Linked DNA regions of Sus scrofa: regions 1 and 2 are each linked to region 3. Evidence: chromatin contacts called from public Hi-C data. All regions are on one chromosome and are shown on one strand. Each heading gives the region's core, a stretch centred on a gene start, on an enhancer-like site or on the middle of the called end of the contact. The rest is flanking DNA. Distances are from core to core; before and after follow the strand shown.

Region 1 (3,788 bases), core at 1,239-3,738, 230 kb after region 3:
TTTGGTCTGAGGTTGTAAGCTCAGTGCCTTGGAGAGGCAAGGAGGCCCATGGATTGAGCTGCTTCATAAACAGATTCCTAATCAGCCCTGCATTTTTGACACCCCCTCCCCCTCCACCGACCTTCCAGGCTTGCCAGCTCATAGCCCATGCCCCTCAGGTTCGGGGAGGAATCCAGATCCAGCCACCCCTGTAGCCTCCCTCTGACAATGTTCTGAGCTGCAGATTTTGCCTTTCTTTCTCCTCTGTTCCCACCCATCCATTACTTTATGGCTGACAGAATTTTTGTTTTTCTTTAAATCTGACTGCTAATGCTTCTGCCTCCAGGCTGCCTGGACCAGGGCATCGAGCTCAGCCTCTACCACTGACTGCTGTGTGCACGATGGATGCTTTCTACTTGCCTGAGGCAATGTTTCGTTCCTGCTTGTGGGCACTGCTATAGCTTCAGCACATTTGTTGAGGGCTTACTGTGTCCAGGTACCATGCTTCCTGGTCCACGGTAATCTCTGAACACTATGAGGTAGGCACTATTATTTTCTCCATTTAGAAATGAGGGGAGTAAGAAGCAGAGAGGCTATACTGTTGGGACTCTCCACTACCACCTAGGCTTGTTGCTGGCTACACCTTACAACAGGCTCCTCCCACAGGAAGTGGCCACAGGACTTGGTGATACCCCATCTGGGCCAAGCAGAACTGCAGTTTTGTAACTCTGATCCCCTTCCCCGTTTTTGTTTTGTTTTGTTTTCATTTTTTAAGTGAGAATTGCAACTTATTTAATTTAATTAATTAATTAATTAATTTATTTATTTACTTTGTCACACCTGAGGAATTCGGAGGTTCCCAGGCTAGGGGTCAAATTGGAGCTACAACTGCCAGCCTACGCCAGAGCCACAGCAACGCAGGATCTGAGCTGCATCTGTGACCTACAGCACAGCTCACAGCAACGCCAGATCCTTAACCCACTGAGCGAGACCAGGGATCAAACCCTGCAACTTCATGGTTCCTAGCTGGATTAGTTTCCACTGCGCCATGACTGGAACTCCCTGTTTTTTTTTTTTTTTTTTTTTTTTTTTTTTTTTTTTTTAAGGTATTTTTAAAAAAGATATCTATTAAAAAAAGAGTGTTTCTTTTGAAAATTAAAGTGAATTGAAGTTCATTTTATTCTGAGAGCCTCACAGTAACTCTTGAGATAAAGTGGACTTTAATTAGTTTAGTTTTGAGAAGATCTCAATAGCTTTTAGGATATGCATAATTATCTTGAAGGGTCTCATAAAATTAGGTTAAAAATCTCTAGCCCAAGCTGGAGAAAGATAAAGGTTGGTCTTCCACGGGGCCTTCCTTTGGTTCCTTGCCCAGCAGAGGAGACTCCAGCTGGGGGCTGGGAGCACCCGACCCTGCCTCAGGATTTCCTGCCTTTTCTGTGGAAACCTTCAGTGGTTTCATCCCCAACCTTCAGCGAGGAAGGAGAAACTCACTGCCTTCTGTTCTCCCCATGGTGCTAATTTACAGCCAGATCCACTGAAGTATTCGCTGTAGGTAAAGCTGTGTTTTCAAGCAGAATGTTCCAAAGGCCTGTGGCTATGACCAGATGCCACACAGACACAGAGACATCCACTTCAGCTCCAGCTCCAGGGAGCCCCGTGCTCCATCCCCCTGTCCCAGGATGGCCCTTCGGCACCCCTTCTCCTTGAGGGGAGGCCACAGGCCATCCTGACTGCAGGGCCCATGCTGCTATCTGCACTCTTAATCCTGCCCTAATCTTCACAATGAGCCTCCAGAAGAAACCACACGTCTCACACGAACCCTGATGTGGATGGAAAGCAAAGCAGAGGACGGCTTAGAGGTCATACTGCGCTGGGAGAGCACGGCCCCACCACCTGCACACGAGTGCGGAGCACATGCGCGCATGTGCACCATGGGCTAGGTGCGCCCCTCCCATCACGTCCCACCCGGCCGGAGTGACGTCCAGAGGTGGAGAACAAGCAGGGGCAGAGAGTGAAGAAGAGGAGAGAGAACAAGAGGTTTGACATTTCCCAGTGCTCCATAACAGGGAGACAATTGCAGTAACAGTTTGAGCCCAAGTCACTCAGGGCCCTATCGGCAATTACTTCAATATTTAAAGCAGACGCCCTGTGAGCAGCTCTTTGTTAATATTTAACTCGATCTGGGCAGTCACTGGGAAAACAACTGTTTACAGGAGAGATGAACAAACATCCCTGATTGCTCAAAGCCAAAAGAGGCTTTAGGGGACTAGCAGCTGTCAGTGTTTCCAGATCCCAGCAGCTCTAGCCCTGGGCTCTCTCCACGGTAAGGACCGGGACAGGAAGGCCCACAGCTGTCCCGGGGGTGCCGTGAAAACCATAAACACGCATCATGAGGTTGGTGGCCCTGCTCCAGAATCGTGGTTTGCAGGAAACCCAGCCCTGCAGCTGGGCCTGGGAGGTGGCTTCTGGCAGGCCGCTGGCGCCACGCCGGGGCAGCTGTGCCCTACAGCCCTGGCTGGGTAGTCCTGGCCTTAGGCACTGTCCTGGGAGGAGTCCTTGCAGACTCCCTGTGCGCAGCCACGGGCAGGTCCTGGAAAGTAGAGAGGCTCTAACTTATGGAAGGAATAACATGCTTGCTGGAAAATCCTCCAGCTCACGCTTGGGCCTTCAGGGACACCAGGCAGGACCACTTCGCAGAGATGACACACTAGCCTGTTAGCCTATTCTCAGGGACTGGAGCATAGGCGTCTTTGTGATCGCTCCCACCTTCCATGTGCCGGGCCTCCATGAACCTGGTTATCTTTACTGCGTCTGTATGAATCAGGCCTGGAGTGAAAGATTATGCACTTACCTCAGGCCTTATTTCCCTTCATACCCTCCCACGGAGACTTCATAAGCCTGTACAAGGGATCACCTGGACATGAAATTCCAGTCCAGGTCTGAGGAATGCTCCCATATTGAATTCCAACACGGGTCTCACAGGTGTCACAGTGGGAGCACAACCCCTATTTCATCATCTAGGCATTGACTGTGGAGTTGGCCAACCACAGACCCACAACCCTGGGCACCTCCCAGTAATTGCTGCCCATCCTGCCCAAACCGCAATTGACCTTGACCCACAGACAACTCTTCAAACTGTTGTTTACACACCTGGCCATTTACTATAAAGGATGAAATGCTGAGTGGTGTCCCATTCTGACCAGTCTGTACAAGGATTGGGGCCATGCACATCAATCCTTGTTAAAATAACTTCTAGTTTATTAGAACAAATATTTGGATTGGGTATTTAGTCCTGGGCTTCACAAAGTAAATATCTTTTTATACTCTGAGAAAAAAGCACAAGGCTATCTAAGGTATTGGAATAAATTTTCTGTGTTCACAGCACAGTTCTGACAACTAGAAATCCGAAAGAACACTTGAAGGGGTAAAAAGAATCACAACATCACCACAGCAGTCAGCGATGATTCTACCTTAGCAAAAGAGTGGCCCACAGGGTCTAGAAATATCTGTGGTCACTGAGCAGCTGCTTGGTCATTTTTATTGTATGCTTGTCCAGCATCAGAATGGCCTTCTCACTTCTGGAGAATCAGCCATTCCAGTGGGAGGCAAGACCCTGCCTCATTCTACAAACACCTAAAAGGCCAGAATGCTTTTGCTGATCCCTGGAAGGGGCTCAGGGCTCAGCAGGTGCCCAGCCACAGTGGCCCAGCCACATGTCTGGGTGGGACTTGGGCTGAGGTCCTGGTCACCCAGCCCCTCTGGGTTCCTGATCATTCTCCGCAAGGGATTCTCTAGCCACTTGCTCT
Region 2 (3,519 bases), core at 957-3,456, 200 kb after region 3:
TGACAGAAAGCTAATAAAGCCATCAAGCCAGAACTTGAGTGCTGCAAAGACCCACAAGAAAAGCAGCGTTGGGAGTCAGGGCAGGTACTAGGCATAACACCAATTGTGCATTAAGGGTTTGGGGAAAGAGTCACCCAAAGGAGACCTGGAACCAGAGGATGTAGCAGGAGACAAAGTGTGTGGAATATAACTGTCAGAGGTGACACACACTTGCTGTGTGGACACAAACAGCTTCCACCTCTCGCTTCACCAAGGTTCACCCACTCATAAATCAAAGCTAATAATACCTACATCTTATTTATGAGTCACAAATTCTCCTGGCTGAAAAAGGCAAATAAGGTTTTTAAAGAGTTCTTATTGAGTAGGTAGAGGTTGGAACGCTCCAGGCCTTTTCCACATTAGCAGTGCACTTGGGGAAGGCGGGGAAGAAAGCTGGTTTTGGAATAAAGAGTAACAGGCCCTCCTTGAGTAATCTCACACTCGCACACACCCGCCTCTGAAACAGCTCATATCCCAAACCAACTAGCTCCTGGGTGTGTGAGTGGCTCCTCAGTGTCAGCCCCAGCAGCACGCCCACCAGGCTGAGCGACCAGGCTGTAGGAAGTCCACCCTGGCTTCCCTGGACCAAGCTGGGGATACCCGGAGATGCTCCCCAGAAGGCCCTGGGTGAAGGGGGTACGTGCCTAGAGGAAACCTTTCCCACAGGCAGAGAAAGGACAAAAGATGCCTGCATAAGCAACTCAGTGAGTCTCGAAGTTGTTTCAAAAATCCGGCAGGACCTGGCGGGGAAGGGAGATTTCTGATCCCAGGAAGGGAGCCCTGAACGGCAGTCACTGTGCCTCTCACTTGCAATGTCCAGAAGCTCACAGCTCAACTTCAGTTCCCCTCTGCTCCTTTAATTATAACAGCCAAAACCCAGGCGCTCTGTAATTTACCGGGCAGTGTAAGAGTCACTTTTAGCTGAAGACAAATTGCTGGGCCACCTGGGCAGAGCAGTGAAGTGTGGCAAGAGCCAGGGCCCTAAGCAAACAGGGGGGAGCAAGGAACCAACCAGAAAGACCCAGAGGAGCCCCTTCTCCGGTCTGAAGCATGAACTCGGGAGATTTAGGAACCACAGAGAGAATCAAAGCCAGTGCTACCTGAAGGCAAATCTTAAATCACAGGATGTTTGGAGAGACCTGAGCGGTCAAAACACACACACCAAAAAAGAGACACCAAAGGATGTGATGGGTTCTTTCAGACACTCTGACCTGCAGTGTAAAGTACAGTTCAAACGAGCACAATCTACTTTTCCAGAAGGGTGCACATCACACAGGAACTGCATCCACGCTGGAGTTAAGATGCAAAGAAAAGTCCTTTACATTAGGGCCGCACCACACTCTGCTGGCTTCTGTCACGGAGAATGATGAAACCAAATTTAACACTGCCTGGCAGTAGGGGCTGAGTTATGAGTGGTGCCTCCCTGTCACTACACTTGATCCTCTTAAGTGTGTAATCTGGAGATGTGTTCACCGCACCGACAGGTCCCCTGTGGGACCCCTCCACCGGCCATAAATCAAGATCAACCCCCGCCTCACTGCCACTCTTCAGGGTTGGGGCTGGAAAAAGGGGACCTGCCTCCAAGGTCCTTTGAAGGAATGCCCCCTTCGTGCCCCGGTGCCGCGGAGCCAGGTTCGGCGACGGGACGAGCCCGGTGGGTAAGGAGGACGGCGCCCACCACGGCGGGGCAGGTGTCCGTGCCCTCTTGCGCCGGGCCTGCGTGGGCGCCCCCGCCGGCCACCCGTTTGTCCCCACCGAGGGCCCCGCGCGCCGCGCTCCCGGGCAACTCCCCAAAGGAGGCGCCCCCTCGCGCCGCTCCCGCCGGCGGCCGGGAAAGTTTTGGGCGCGTGAGGCCGGCTGCACTCACCTGGCCCAAGTTGAGGTAGCCGTGCGCCGCGGCCACGCGGTCCGCCGCGGCCGGGCCGCCCAGCACTTGCACCGCCCAGTGGTTGGTGTAGACGGGGCGCGGCGGTGGCGGCGCGGAGCAGGCGGCGGGCAGCGCGAGCAGCAGCAGCCAGCGCCAGGGGCGCGGCGCCAGCGGCCGGAGCCCGAGCCCGCCGGCGTCCCCTGTGTCCGCGTCCGTGTCGGCAGCGGCGGCGGGGGCCCGGGGCGGCGGCCGGGGCCCAAGCGCGGGCAGCGCGCGCGGAGGCATGGCAGCGGCAGGCTCGCGCGGCGCCCGAGCGGCGAGTGCGCCGGGGGGGTGGGGTGCCGCCTTTTAAAGCCGCTCCGCGCCGGGGGAAGCGCCGCCGCCGCCGCCGCCGCCGCTGCGGGCGGGAGCGAGGGAGGAGGAGGCGGCCGCCGCGCGTTCCCGCCCGCGCGGCCCGGCGGCGCCGTGGACCCGCGCTCGGTGGCGGGCACCCCGGCCTTCGTGAGCCCTCGGCGAAAAGGTCCCTGGGGAACTTCCCGCACTTTGGAGGCGCTCGGGACACAGACGGGCCGGGGCAGCGCGTTCCCCTGGCCACCAGGGAGGGTGGGGCGGGTGTGGGGGAGTGGGGTGCGTCTCAGGTGCTTACTGTTCCCAGGCCGGTGTCGTTCCACCCGCCGGGCAGCCTGGAGGCCTCATAACGCCTGACGGTGTTTGACCTCATTCACAGGAGGCCTTGCTCATCCCAGCGGGCCACAGCGGGTTCGCCCTCGGTTCTGGGTTTTAGGGCCAAGAAGCCACAGGGAAAGAGGTGGCCGTGGCCCAGTCCAAAACTAGGCTTGACTGAAGGGGCATGGTGAGGGGGCAAAGACATTTACCCAATTAGCTGGTTCGGTAGAAACCTAGGGGGACAGCTCCCTAGAGGTCCCAGGGAGGTAGATAGCGCTGGGGAACCCCCCCCCCCCAGTCGACCATTTCCTATCTGAGTGATCTTGGGCTCCACCTGTAAGTGGGAGTGACAATAGTATCTATCCCCTGGAGCTGTTTAGAGCAAGACATGAGTGCTGGCCATGCACTAAGCTGTTGATAAACATTTGTTTTTAGGAGCCCAGACCTGCCACATGGTAGGTGATCTCCAGTTGGGTAGACCTTTCATACCTCCCACTGACCTGGGACCAGTCAGTGGGAAAATGAGATGAATCATCTTGGCCTCCCGCTGCCAGGAGTCACCTAGAACCCAATAGGTAGTTACTTGGTATACCGTGGAGCGCTGAGGGAATATTCACACCTCAGAAGAATGGTGAGAGGTGAGGATCGTTTCAGGGTCTCTTGTCCCTTGCCTTGCAAGGGGTGTTGGTCCCAGCTGGCCCCATGTGGAAAGCAAACCTTTCCCCTAATTAATGTGGGCGGGGAAACAAAAAGTAGGTAAGGAGGCCTTAATGCAGGAAGGGAGTCAGAGACTGCTGGTCCCTTTGCAGGAACTGTCCCTTGCCTTCCAAGTGCTGCAGAGCACGCACCTGAGTCTGTGGCTTGGCAGGTAGAAGGTAGTTGAGGAGGGGCAGGAGGGGGTGGGATTCCTCGGGGGAGCAGGACCCATGGCTTCCCGGGGCCTTTCC
Region 3 (3,579 bases), core at 995-3,494:
CAAATGAAAGCCAAAGCTGCCGGCCTACACTACAGCCACAGAAATGCCAGATCCGAGCCACATCTGCTACCTATGCCGCAGCTTATGGCAATGCCAGATTCTAAAACCACCAGGCAAAGCCAGGGATTGAACCCAGATCCTCATGGATACTAGCTGGGTTCTTAACCTGCTGAGCCATAATGGGAACTCCCCAAAGCAGTAGGTTTTTAACTTAAATTAGAAATGTACCATGAATACATAAATAATACAAGATTTCTGAATAGATGCAAGTAAGACCAGACCAATACCAAATTCATCTCTGGATCTGTATGGGAAAAGTGTAGTTCATTTTCCATTTAAGAAATACGTAGGTGTAACTGGCAATACTGCAACTTCTTTATGGAACTCTGCTACATTTACTCTAGGGGAACAAAAATTACTTTCCACTAGTAGACACTTACCATATTCTATTGTTGTTCACTAACAATGTTTTCAGTCTTCTCAGCAAAGGAAAACCATCTAGTTTCCTGATTTCATTGTCAGAAAAATCAATGGCATCAAATTGGTCTAAGGTAGCACCTAGATTTTCAATGACAGGAATTTTGTACCCTGGAGAAAGGAGGGAAAAAACACACAAGGAAACATTAGCAGCATTTCATGGTAATTGGACTCAAAGCTTTCATTCAATCAGAAAGTTGTTTATCTAGCACCTATGCTGTGCCAAACACTGCCAAAGCACTGGTTGATTACAAGGGCAATAAAGATGAGAATACTCGCTAACAGTAATACTAATAGGTAGCTAACATTTCCAAGTATACTTACAAGGTGCCTTGTATTGTTCTAAGCAAGGCCCCAAAGCTAATGAAGTGGCCTAACAGGACTTTACACTGTGAGCTGCCTACTGTCAGTGTCCAAGCCTTGTCCACGTATTGTGGACAGTAATAGCTCCCAACCTTTTTTGCATTTCCACAGGTCAGATTCCCAGAACTCATTTGGATATCTTCGTATCATGACAGTTCCCACTTCTCTCACCTCCCAGAGGCCCAACCCAGAGTTGAAGGTCAATTTGTACACAATGGTAAATCACCTTGTGAACAACTCACTCAAACGCTCACTGATTTGTCTTCTAGGGGCATAATTATTGTCTTAGGTGCTAGGAGAAGAAAAGAAGTTAACCTAGGCAAGGTTAAATAAGTACACATTTCAGAGCTCTAAAGGCTCAAAGTTAAGTGCTGTACCAAAACGAGCATTCTCAACACCGGATGCACTTCAAACTCAGGCAGACATCAGCCTGTGCCAAGAGTATGAAAGCGGTGGGTTACTCTTGAGTCGAACCTATGATATTTAATTTCAACAAAACGAAAGTACTATGTCAGCAAACAAAAAAGCAAGCAGAAAGCAGGGCCCGCAGCAGTGCTGCTCCTGAGACGGTGTTCTCCCCCGTGGGGGTGGATCTCAAGCCAACACTTAACCCCGGAGAAGTCGTCCTTCACACCCTTTCTAAAGCCTCTCCTACTATGCAGACGAGTTGCCACAGGAATCTAATAGTCTGGAGGACTTCCGCCTCCCTTATAGACGCAAGACATCCGGCAGCCCTAGCGTGGCTGAAACAGTCTGCTCTTTGAAAGGTTTTGGCAAAAGGGAAATAGATCCTTGAAGCTAAGGAGGAGGAAAAGCCGGGAAAAAAAATCGCTTTTGCTCCGGACTTCACTTCCTCCGTCCCATACCCAACCTATATTCTCATGACTTCACTTTACCGTATCTCGGTCCGCACGAGGATCACAAACACGGCTCAGCACCCCAACGGCTCAGCCCACCCCGCAGGCGTGTACTTCCCCGCCCCCCAACGGCTCAGGTCACTCGGCAGGCCCGGCACCGGCCCCGCGGTCTGACCCAAGCATCGAGGCGGTCCCGGGCGGTGGGGGCTGGGCTAAGGAGAGCCTCGAAGGAGTCCAGGGTCGGCGTTTCGCCGACGACAGCGGGACTCAGCCGGGGTAGGAACCGGGACGCACGCCCCAGGCCACGTTCCCGCCCTTCGCGCACGCGGCGGGCGCAGGCCGCCGAGCGGGCGGGGAGGCCGGGCCGCCCGCCCCCGCCCGACTCACCTCGCAAGTCCAGCTCGCGGTCCCGCACGGCGTTGGTGTATTGCGCCGCCTGCTCGATCAGCTCCGCCGTCAGCTTCACCATCCTGTCGCCTCCCGCCTGCAGTGTCTCCCGCTCCTCCCGCCGCACCGACGTCCCGGCGTACCCCGCGCCCGCCGCCAGGCAGCATCAATCGCTTCCGGCGTGTGCTAACAGCGCGGCTCCCAGGCCTAATCAATCGAGGAGCCATTTCCTCCGTGATCGGCCCCGCCCCCGGGCTCGGGCACAGCTTTTGGGCTTTAGCTCCCGCGCTCTCCGCGGCGCATCTGGTTCTGAGTTCGTTCCTCTTGTGCAGCTTCGGCCTGCAGTGCCCCCGAGTCCAGATATTTGTGTCCGCAAGTTAATAAAGAGTGAAAGCCCACGAGTGGAACTTTCGCGTGCGTCAGGACACCTAGAGGTGAAAGGGAGGCAGTGACTGCTTTCACTCCGCCCATGGGATTCAGTGATGGGTCCCGGGCTTTGGCATCCGGGTGACACCATGAAGACCAAGCCTGGGTCTTCCGCACTGGTCTAGTTTGCAGTCAGGCCTGCCCTCTCTAGACAATTAGATATTCATGCTGAAGCCTGATAACACAGGAAGTGTGCAGATCTAAAGTCTGCAACATGACAAATGCCCACAGAGTGAGCACATTTGGGTGGCTGCTGCTGGGGTCCTGAAATTCGGAGACTCCTTCATTCCCCAAAGGGAACTACGAATCCGTCACCATAGATTAGTTTTGCTTACTTTTATATAAAGAGAATGATGCAATCTGTTTTTGTATCTGGTTTCTTTGGCTCTGTGTCATGCCTAAAATCCATCCAGGTTGCAGGCAGCAATGATTTGCTTACTTGCTGCTGTATAGAATTCTATTGCGTCTCTTACACCATAACAATCCATTTCGCTGTCGATGGACATTAGGTTTGTTTCCAGCTTGGGGCTAGTCTGCATAATGCTGCTATGAATTTTGTTGTACGTGGATCGCATGCACCTGTGCCTGAACTTTTCCAGGAGTGAAACTAAGGAGACAAAGTGTGTGGTATTATTGATAGGTACTGCCTGATGATAACTTCCAAGAGGCTGGAATCATTTCCACACTGTAGTGGTGTGTAAGGGTTTCCATCACTTGCCAACATTAACCTCATTTGCACTGTCAGTCTTCATAATTTTAGCAATTCTGGTGAGTACCAGTGCACTATTGCTTTCATTTGCTTTTTTCTAATAATAGTTAAGCATATTGTCCATTCTGATATTTTTTTACAAAGTGCCCATTCAAGTCTTTCTCCCATTTTTTTTCTTAGTGGGTTTTCTTTTTTCTTATTCCTTTTAAGATTTCTTTATATATTCTGAGTGTGAGCATACTATATGGCTTGCCTTTTACTCTTTTTTGGGGGGTAGTAGTTTAAACTTCCTAAATACCAAACACCTCACAGGAAGCCAAAATACTGTCCTCGTATACATCATCAAGCTGCAAAACACAA

What was found. A called contact is a pair of places that touch in the nucleus more often than the background predicts.
Region 1: a contact with region 3 is called in a Hi-C map of liver, with 8 times the contacts expected there. The contact joins the enhancer-like site here to the promoter of SNRPA1 in region 3. A contact is called at or near these places in 1 of 5 promoter capture datasets (fetal liver) and 3 of 47 Hi-C or Micro-C datasets (embryonic fibroblasts, epiblast stem cells and liver).
Region 2: a contact with region 3 is called in a Hi-C map of embryonic fibroblasts, with 3 times the contacts expected there. The contact joins the promoter of PCSK6 here to the promoter of SNRPA1 in region 3. A contact is called at or near these places in 1 of 5 promoter capture datasets (liver), 6 of 47 Hi-C or Micro-C datasets (brain, embryonic fibroblasts, fetal heart ventricle and 2 more) and 1 of 2 datasets of contacts at active chromatin or transcription factors (skeletal muscle).

What each region holds. Positions count from the first base shown.
Region 1 is chr1:145,471,936-145,475,723 of Sscrofa11.1, reverse strand. No RefSeq gene overlaps it. Among named protein-coding and RNA genes, the nearest start is that of PCSK6, 35 kb to the left of the region's middle. Within about 2 kb of position 2,488, at least 7 of the 83 cell types and tissues checked have an H3K27ac peak or open chromatin away from gene starts, as enhancers often do. A contact at or near this core is called in fetal liver and liver, where this site is marked.
Region 2 is chr1:145,507,345-145,510,863 of Sscrofa11.1, reverse strand. It overlaps PCSK6 (proprotein convertase subtilisin/kexin type 6), which reads right to left and starts at 2,206. Exons shown (of 21, transcript XM_021098951.1): 1 at 1,907-2,206. The coding sequence starts at 2,191.
Region 3 is chr1:145,706,058-145,709,636 of Sscrofa11.1, reverse strand. It overlaps SNRPA1 (U2 small nuclear ribonucleoprotein A'), which reads right to left and starts at 2,244. Exons shown (of 9, transcript XM_001925349.7): 1 at 2,085-2,244; 2 at 441-588. The coding sequence starts at 2,166.